Linked DNA regions of Anas platyrhynchos: region 1 is linked to region 2. A link is a contact called in public Hi-C data. All regions are on one chromosome and are shown on one strand. Each heading gives the region's core, a stretch centred on a gene start, on an enhancer-like site or on the middle of the called end of the contact. The rest is flanking DNA. Distances are from core to core; before and after follow the strand shown.

Region 1 (3,635 bases), core at 334-2,833, 180 kb after region 2:
TTGATCAGGAGACATCACGTGGGTGTAGCGTGTGAAAGAACACTCTGAGAGGCCTTTTTAAGGCATTTATCTGCAGAATGCCATTAATAAAACTCACCATTTCTGCATCTGATTCACAGGTTATCACGGACAGGCTGTCATCTCCCTGGGAAATAAACACAAACGGCAATGTTTGCTACTCTCCAAATAAGTGGTTATAATGCATGTCCAGAAAACTTTATTTTCTGTTACTGTCACGACAGAATTTGAGTACAACAAATTCAAATGGGAAATGAGTTGCTACTTTTACAAAACACAGTATCATTTGCTCTAACACAAACATTCACTGTGATTCCTCCCTTGCTAAGCTATGGGAAGGAACATTTAATAAACTAGACTGGAGAAATAACTTGACTGAGAAAAAGACACAGCTAACGAATGAAAAAGAAACGTTTAATTTCCCCTCGTATTAAGCTGACAAATTTCTCTGCTTCTCAAACGTGAGCGTATCCATAGCAGAAAGAAAATTTCCACTTCTCTTTCAAATTATATGGAAGTGGGCTGCCCTCGCAGAAAGAACGTTTTCACTAGCTGCCAACTCCACGGCACTTACAGCTGCAGCACCATTCTTTGGAAAGATGCTGATCTATCTCACTGAGGGGCAGGGAGGGGGTGAAGTATTTTTTTTAGAACCCCAGTTAACAGAAAAGGAGATGGGATTGACAACACCAGAGCAGATACAACGGCATTTGGTGCTGGCTGCGAGCAAGCACGCACGCGTCTCACGCGCCATGCCGTCTAGTTTTTAATTTCCTGAGGCAATGTTCCCCGCAGCACACTGAGAGGTTCTTTTTATTTTTAAGGCCTTTTAATCGCTCTGCATGATCTCTCCACATAACTGCACCTATTGCAGGAGGAATCAGATAAAGAACGAGAAGGCACTCGGCCCCTAGAGAACATTCAGCGGGATATAGACATGCCATGACAAAAACACTCCAGTTCAGCAGGATATAAAGGTGCCCTGACAAGAACACCCTTGGAAGCCTTCACAGCCCCTCTTCCCCTGCAGAGCAGGCTCATCCCGGACAGGGAACACGGGGGCTCTGCGCAAAACCCAAAGCTTCCTCCTGGCTGGGGAAGGAGAGGAAGAGGGCCACAAAACCCCTCACGCTAGGGGCCGAAGCCCTTCTCCTGAAGAGACTCCGGGCCTTGCCACGACCCCAGGCCGAGCCGTGGGCCCCGGCAGCCCTCTTCCTCTTCCTCCTCCTCATCCCCCTGCCCCCGCCGTTCCTTACCAGCTGCCCCTCCGCGGCCGCCTCTCCTGCCCCCCGGGCCATGACCGGGGGCGGCCTCAGAGGGGCCGGGGCGGCCGCGGCCTCCCCCTCACGGCACTTCCGGGTGCGCGGTCACCATGGCAACCGCGGGGCGGCCTAGCGGCGCTCCGCCCGTCGTGTGGGCACAACAGGGCCGACCGCAACCCTACGCAGGGTGCCAACGGGTTCCCAACGGGTTCCTCGCCCTCGCCGCGGCTTCGTCGCTGCCGCCTCCGGGCCCCGGGAGCAGCCCGGCGGGCCCCGGCCGTGCCGCGGGCCGCCACCGCCCCCCAGCGGCCCTCAGCGCAGCGGGCCGCCCTTGCACGGCCATCGCGACACTCGCTTTACGGCCAGCGCTGGCAACGCGCGTCTCCATGGTTACGGTCGCCGTGGTTACGGTCTCCCTTGGTGACGGGGCCTGGCGGCCGGGGCCGCGCCGCCATGTCGGCCTGGCAGGCCTGGTTCGTCGCCCGCGCCCGCCGCAGGTTCGCCATGAGCCGCGAGTGCTCCCAGCTCCTGCCCCGCGTCTGCGCCGCCCTGGCTGACCCGCGGCAGCCCGGCTCCGACGACACCTGCCTGGAGAAGCTGCTCGACTGGCTGCGGGACCTGACGGAGCTCGGTGAGGGCCCGCCGGGCTCTTCCCGCCGCCGCCCGCGGGTGGCCGGGGCTCGGCTGAGGGCCAGGAAGCCTCCCCCAGGGGTGCTGCTGGCCTCCAGAACCGCTGCTGGTGCCTGAGGCCTGTACCGGGCTCCAAATAAAGCCCAGCTCCTGTCAGGGGGCTGTGTGGTACAATCATCCCGAGCCTTAGTGCTGTGGGGTTGTGGCACAAGCGCTGGCAGTGATGCTCTTTTCTGTCCCCGCTTGCTCTAGAGCCTACCCTGAACGTGGTGCAGGACAACCCCTGTCTGACAGAGTTCTTCACCTCCGTCCTGGCGCTACCAGAGCCGAGCCCGAGCATCCTCTCCTTCACTCTGCGGCTGGCTGGGTTACTTGCAGCTTCCGAAGATTGTTTCCAGCACTTGCAGGTGAGTCAGGTGCCTCAATTCTGCCTTCTCCTCTACGGAGAACTTGTGAAAATGTACCAATATTATTTCTATTTCAATATTGCATGCACTGAACAAGTCAAGAACAGTGATACTGCTATGAAGACCTACAATCAAGTTATCCCTTCAGTTCCCACATAAAGCAGCTGTCATTTTATTGCCATCTTGCACCAAACAGCGCTATCAATGTTGATACGTAGTACTTAGTTTCAGTGCAAAACAGTACACGGAATAACAGTATCTCTAACAGTAATTGCAAAATATCCCATATACCCAGACAGATCCTTTAGATTTAAACTGCAATAACAGATGTAGTCTTCAGGTTGAAAGGAAATCTTTGATTTCCTGCAGAAACGTGGGAACTCTGCAAAGCCTAATTTTTAACAGCAGGGTACATTTGTAGAACAAACTGGAGAATCTGAAAGGCTTTCTCCAGGGAGGAGATACATGTAACATAAAGCAGACTAATGGAATTTGTGTGTATGCAGTTTTTCCCCGGAATCTTAAGAAACAAACAATTAAGCACTTACAGTGTTTAGTCTATAAAAGACAGAGATGTTGCATTTAAGCATAAGATATGAAAGCGTGTTAGTGACTTGGATGACAGAGCAACCTCTCTGCACCCCTCAAATCCCTTTGCTTGCTGTTTACTGTGTGCATTCTCTGTCCTCAGCAGGAGAACCTGTTGTTCAGGCTCTTTGGCACAGGTGGGACGCTGAACAGGGCAGTGTGGGAAGATGCATCTGTGCGAAGTGGCTGGGTGGAGGGCGTGCACAGCATGATGCACCACCAGCCTGCCCTCCACTTCCTCTGCAACAGTGGTGAGTACTCCCAGGACTGGTAACTCCCCAAATTCCCTCTGTCCCTTCCATTCCAGACTGTTGCTCAGGTGTTGATTGAGAGAGAGAGAGAGGAGTTTACATTATGTAAGGTAAAAAGCCATTTATCAAAAATTCTGAAGTCATTGAAAGAGAGTTGTTTTTTTATTAAATTGGTTATGTATTTAATTTTTTTTCAACAGTGAAGATGGTGCCCCTTATGGAGGGAGGAGAGGTCGATCTTATGAAACAGAGGCTAAGAATAGCTTATTAAAAACCTTTTGTATTTTTATTTACAATTCATACCAAATTATGTTTTGGTACATTTTGGTGTAATTTTAGAGCAGAAAAACTTGGGACTCATTTCTTAATGCTTACATTTGCAGTCCCATTGTCCTTATACAGCTATTTAATTTCTTCTGCTAACAGCTTTAGATTCCCTCTATAAAGGGGTCTAGAAGACTGAATTGGTGTTAACTGTG
Region 2 (3,914 bases), core at 1,350-3,849:
AGGACTCAGGCTGAGCAAACATCCCTCAATTGGTGAAAAGCATTCTCTGGAAATATCTTGCGATTTAAATCTTATCACCCTGCTCTACGTAGAAAGGACATTCATTAGCCCTCAGAGCAAAAAAAAAAAAAAAAAAAAAAAGGCAGTATTTTCCCACTGCAGAAAAAACCCAACCCCTATCCTGTGTCCTCCTGCCCAGTCACCAGCCCTTGCTTGTACCATGCACCTGGAGATTTGCAGTGAACAAATAACTCAGTTGATCTGCTCATTGATAGAAGGGATTTCAGCAGGGACTTCCTTGTTTGATTTTTATTAGCAAATACAACAACGTTTTTACCCAGCTCCTGCAGAGAACTGCCCCTTTCCGTCAGTAACATCCATACCTGTTGTGACCATCGCCAGATGGCCAGCTGAGGACTAGCATTAATTCACACCCTACTCGGGCAAACACAATTTCTAGGGTAGCATTAAGATGTCCAGACTACTCAAGGTAGATTTCTATGTGCAGTAGTGATCTGCCGGGCTGTCTAATTGTCTAACAGCAAAGATAAGACCCACAAAACCCATCGTGCACCCTAGGGGCATAGGGAAAGAAGGCCCTTGATGATCTGGGCTACAGATGGCAGTGTGTCTGGGTGCTGCATGCAATGGGAGTGCCTTTTCCTCTACAAGGAGGTGCTGCAGCATCTGGCTGGCTGGTGGTAGCATGGGGTGGGTAGGGATGGGGAAGAGATGGCCCCTGGCTGGATCAGGAGCTCCAGGGGGAGTGGGCTGTGGGGCTGTCCCACCTCCTTCCTCTAGTAAAGGCCTCGTTTGGTGATTTCCACTGAAGAAATGGTGATATCGTTGAGAATCTGCAGCTTGGTGATGGATGAGAGCTGTTTTTGCCGATGCTTGTACTGCAAGATTTTGTGTTCATCAATGAAAATGTGGAAATAATCGTGGTCGGAGTAGATTTCCACCTGCAAGAGAGACTGTGTTAGGCTCACTGGGTGGACACATGTCCTCACCAGGCTTGCTGTCATGAGCACTCACGTGAGGGCAAGTGCTTCTAAGATATACTGCAAATCCTCCCCAAAATGACATGTGGACAGGACACATTTTTGTTGTGTAAAAGGAAGGAATAGCTGAATTCTTTGTTTTCTGACAGCAGAAACTGTTGATAACGCAAAGCTTAAATTGGTGACAACTGCAGCATCCAGGGATTATTGCTGGAGCTGTGCATGCCTGTGCTAGAGCTGGGTATAAGTCAGCAGCAAAATCAGGGGACAGAGCCGGAGAGGGCACATTACTGGGTATGGGGCTGGCTAGCTCCCTGAGGAAGACCCTGGTATTTTCTGTGTCCCTTTGTCCCACCCATGGACATCTGTGGTGTGATGCAGGGCTACCTGGAAGGGCTCCTTTGCTTCGAAGGGGAAGGTGCTGTTAACCTCTTCCCTCCCCCAGTGGTTGGCCAGGAAGGAGTTGCAGACAATCCTGGAGCTGGCGAAGCGGGGGTTAAAGTGGAAAGCAATTTGGTCTCCAGGATAACTGAGGAAATTAATTTCAAACCTAAAAGAGAAAGAGATGATGGGGAGCCGTGGAGCGGCACCACTGGATCCTGAGAGCCGGGGGAGCTGCAAGCAGCTCGTGGCCTTACATGCTTGTGCTGGAGCTGGTTTCGCCCTTGACCACGACGCTCCAGCCGGGACACATCCCCTCAGGGTACAGGGCCTCGAACTGCCAGCAAGGAGGTGATGGTGAGGCACGGCACAGCGGGGAGCTGAGTGTCACCAGCTCGTCCCCAGACACTTCTCCATCTTTATCACCCTCTTCCCTTTTCTCCCCATTCCCATATAGACATGCTCTCAATCCCTTGCTCTTTTTTGACTCCTAAATAAGCTCAGGGACTTGCATTATATATATATTATATATAGTGTGTGTATATATATATAAAAATATACATATATATAGTGTGTGTGTGTGTATATATATATATATAGTATTTCTGCTCCCTGATTCCATCCAGGTCTCTATAAAAGACCTCGGGCAGCAAATCCCACCCAGCACAAAGACACCCTGCTTCTTCTCCCCTCCTGGACAATGCAAAATCTGAAGCAAGCTAAGCAGAGAACTTGGTGGTGCTCTGAAAAAACAAGGACTGATAAAGGAATGAGAGTAACGTGGCACCCAGCCCGTCCCCATCCAGCAGTAGGCAGAGGACCCTTCCCGAGAGCTCCTGCCTGTTCCTGTTCCACCTGCTCCCCCCATCTCCAAGGTTAAACTTGTACAGAACGAGCTGGAAAATGTTCCTTTTTGAATAATTCATAGTTTTATTAAATAACTCATTTTAATAAGAAGTGCTTGCCATTTCACCCCGCACTTTTTAGCACTTTAATGATTTTGCACTTCTGAGCATCTCCCTTTCCCAAACTCACTGCTTGTGCTCGGAAAATCTCTCCAGCTCTGGCATTCCTACTGCCAGCTCCGTGCCTGGCTCCTGGTCCCTATAGCTCAGCGCTCCTGCACCCCTTGCCTTTCTCTGCCACAGTTTCCCATTTCCAATGCATTTTGGGGATGTGCAGGTTAAGCACATCCCCGGCACTTACCCGCAGTGCCATCCTGCTCGCTTGCCCCTTGCTGCAGATGTGGGTGTGTGGTCGGGGGGGTTTATATAGGGGCGGGTGGCCGGGAGCCCTGTGCACAGGGATTAGCAGAGGCAGCATCCCCAGGTCGCCTTTTCAGTGCAGGCTGTTGGATGGTGCTGGGGAGCAGCAAATCCTGCTCCCCCCGGTGGGGTCAGCCTGCTGAGGCGTGCAGGGATAATCCAGCCCTGCACAAAGGCAGCAGGGCGAGCTGGAGCCGTGACACGATGGAAGCAGCATGGGACAGTGATGGGGTGGATGTGCTGGGAGCACAAAGGGAGGATGGGGGCTCCCGAAGCTGGAGGAGATGCCAGAAGACCTGTCTGCTGCAAAGTCCATAGAGTCTGTTTTCTCTTTGCTCTTTTCATTTTCTCTCTGCATTTTTGCTCCCTCAGAGCCCCAGCCTGAAACGAGCTGACAGCAGCTCTGTCCCAGCCGATGCGGGGCCAGCAGGTTTGGGATGCCACCGCGCTGAGCTCAGTGTGATTCCCTTCCTGGCTGGAAACAAAGCAGGGATTTGGGAGCCGGGCGAGGGAGCTTTTGTCAGAAATATGCTGTCATGGAAAGGCGCCAAGAAATAGGTAGTGATGAAATGAATTTTGCTCTTCACTGGTGATGGGAGGTTTTTTCATTAGTGTGTGTAATAATGTACAGCTGGGCAAAGTTGAGCCAGGAAAAGGGATTTTCACACACCCCTACTCCACTCCCCCATTTTCAGAGGGTGAATGCATGAAAGGCCCATGCTGGCCCATCCCTGCATGGATGGGAGGCTGCAGCACTCCCCGGATGGTCCTACAGAAATTCCTGGCTTTTGTGGCTGAAAAACCCCTCGCTCTTTGTCCGTAGTGCTAATGGTATTGAACGTGTTTGTTTTATTTCCAGCAGATAAGCAGAATGAGAGCTGCTGTCCCAGGCTCTAGTGTCCCTTGGCAGATGACTGAAAACGCAATCTAGCAGGCATGTAATCCAACAGCCTCTCCGGGGGCTGAAACAAAAAAAAAAAAAACTAATCCCAGGCTGGGATTTGCCCAGTTGGACTCCTACAAAACGGCAGTGCTTGCGGTGAGAAAAGGTTGTGTCAGGGAGCACCAGAGCAGGGCTCCGTGCTACAGATGGCAGCATCGGGACGTGCAAGGCAGCCGTGGAGGTGCTGAGCTGGTGGTGGGGATACACGGCCATCCCTCCTCGGGCTGCTGCAGGGTGCTGCACGTTGGCATCTCATCTGCCCGGCCGTATGTATCCCCTGCTTGTGGTCTGAGCTCAAAGATGTGGTTTTGCTCCCCAGGTCCT

The links. A called contact is a pair of places that touch in the nucleus more often than the background predicts.
Region 1: a contact with region 2 is called in a Hi-C map of subcutaneous adipose tissue, with 2.3 times the contacts expected there. The contact joins the promoter of BRAT1 here to the promoter of GRIFIN in region 2. A contact is called at or near these places in 2 of 8 Hi-C or Micro-C datasets (skeletal muscle and subcutaneous adipose tissue).

The regions. Positions count from the first base shown.
Region 1 is chr15:15,435,208-15,438,842 of IASCAAS_PekinDuck_T2T, forward strand. BRAT1 (BRCA1 associated ATM activator 1) reads left to right here and starts at 1,584. Exons shown (of 13, transcript XM_038186857.2): 1 at 1,584-1,911; 2 at 2,163-2,317; 3 at 3,012-3,156. The coding sequence starts at 1,734. IQCE (IQ motif containing E) reads right to left here and starts at 1,539. Exons shown (of 21, transcript XM_027468988.3): 1 at 1,275-1,539; 2 at 98-145. The coding sequence starts at 1,316.
Region 2 is chr15:15,255,833-15,259,746 of IASCAAS_PekinDuck_T2T, forward strand. It overlaps GRIFIN (galectin-related inter-fiber protein), which reads right to left and starts at 2,600. Exons shown (of 4, transcript XM_027469470.3): 1 at 2,589-2,600; 2 at 1,640-1,719; 3 at 1,389-1,551; 4 at 654-962. The coding sequence starts at 2,600. The coding sequence ends at 798.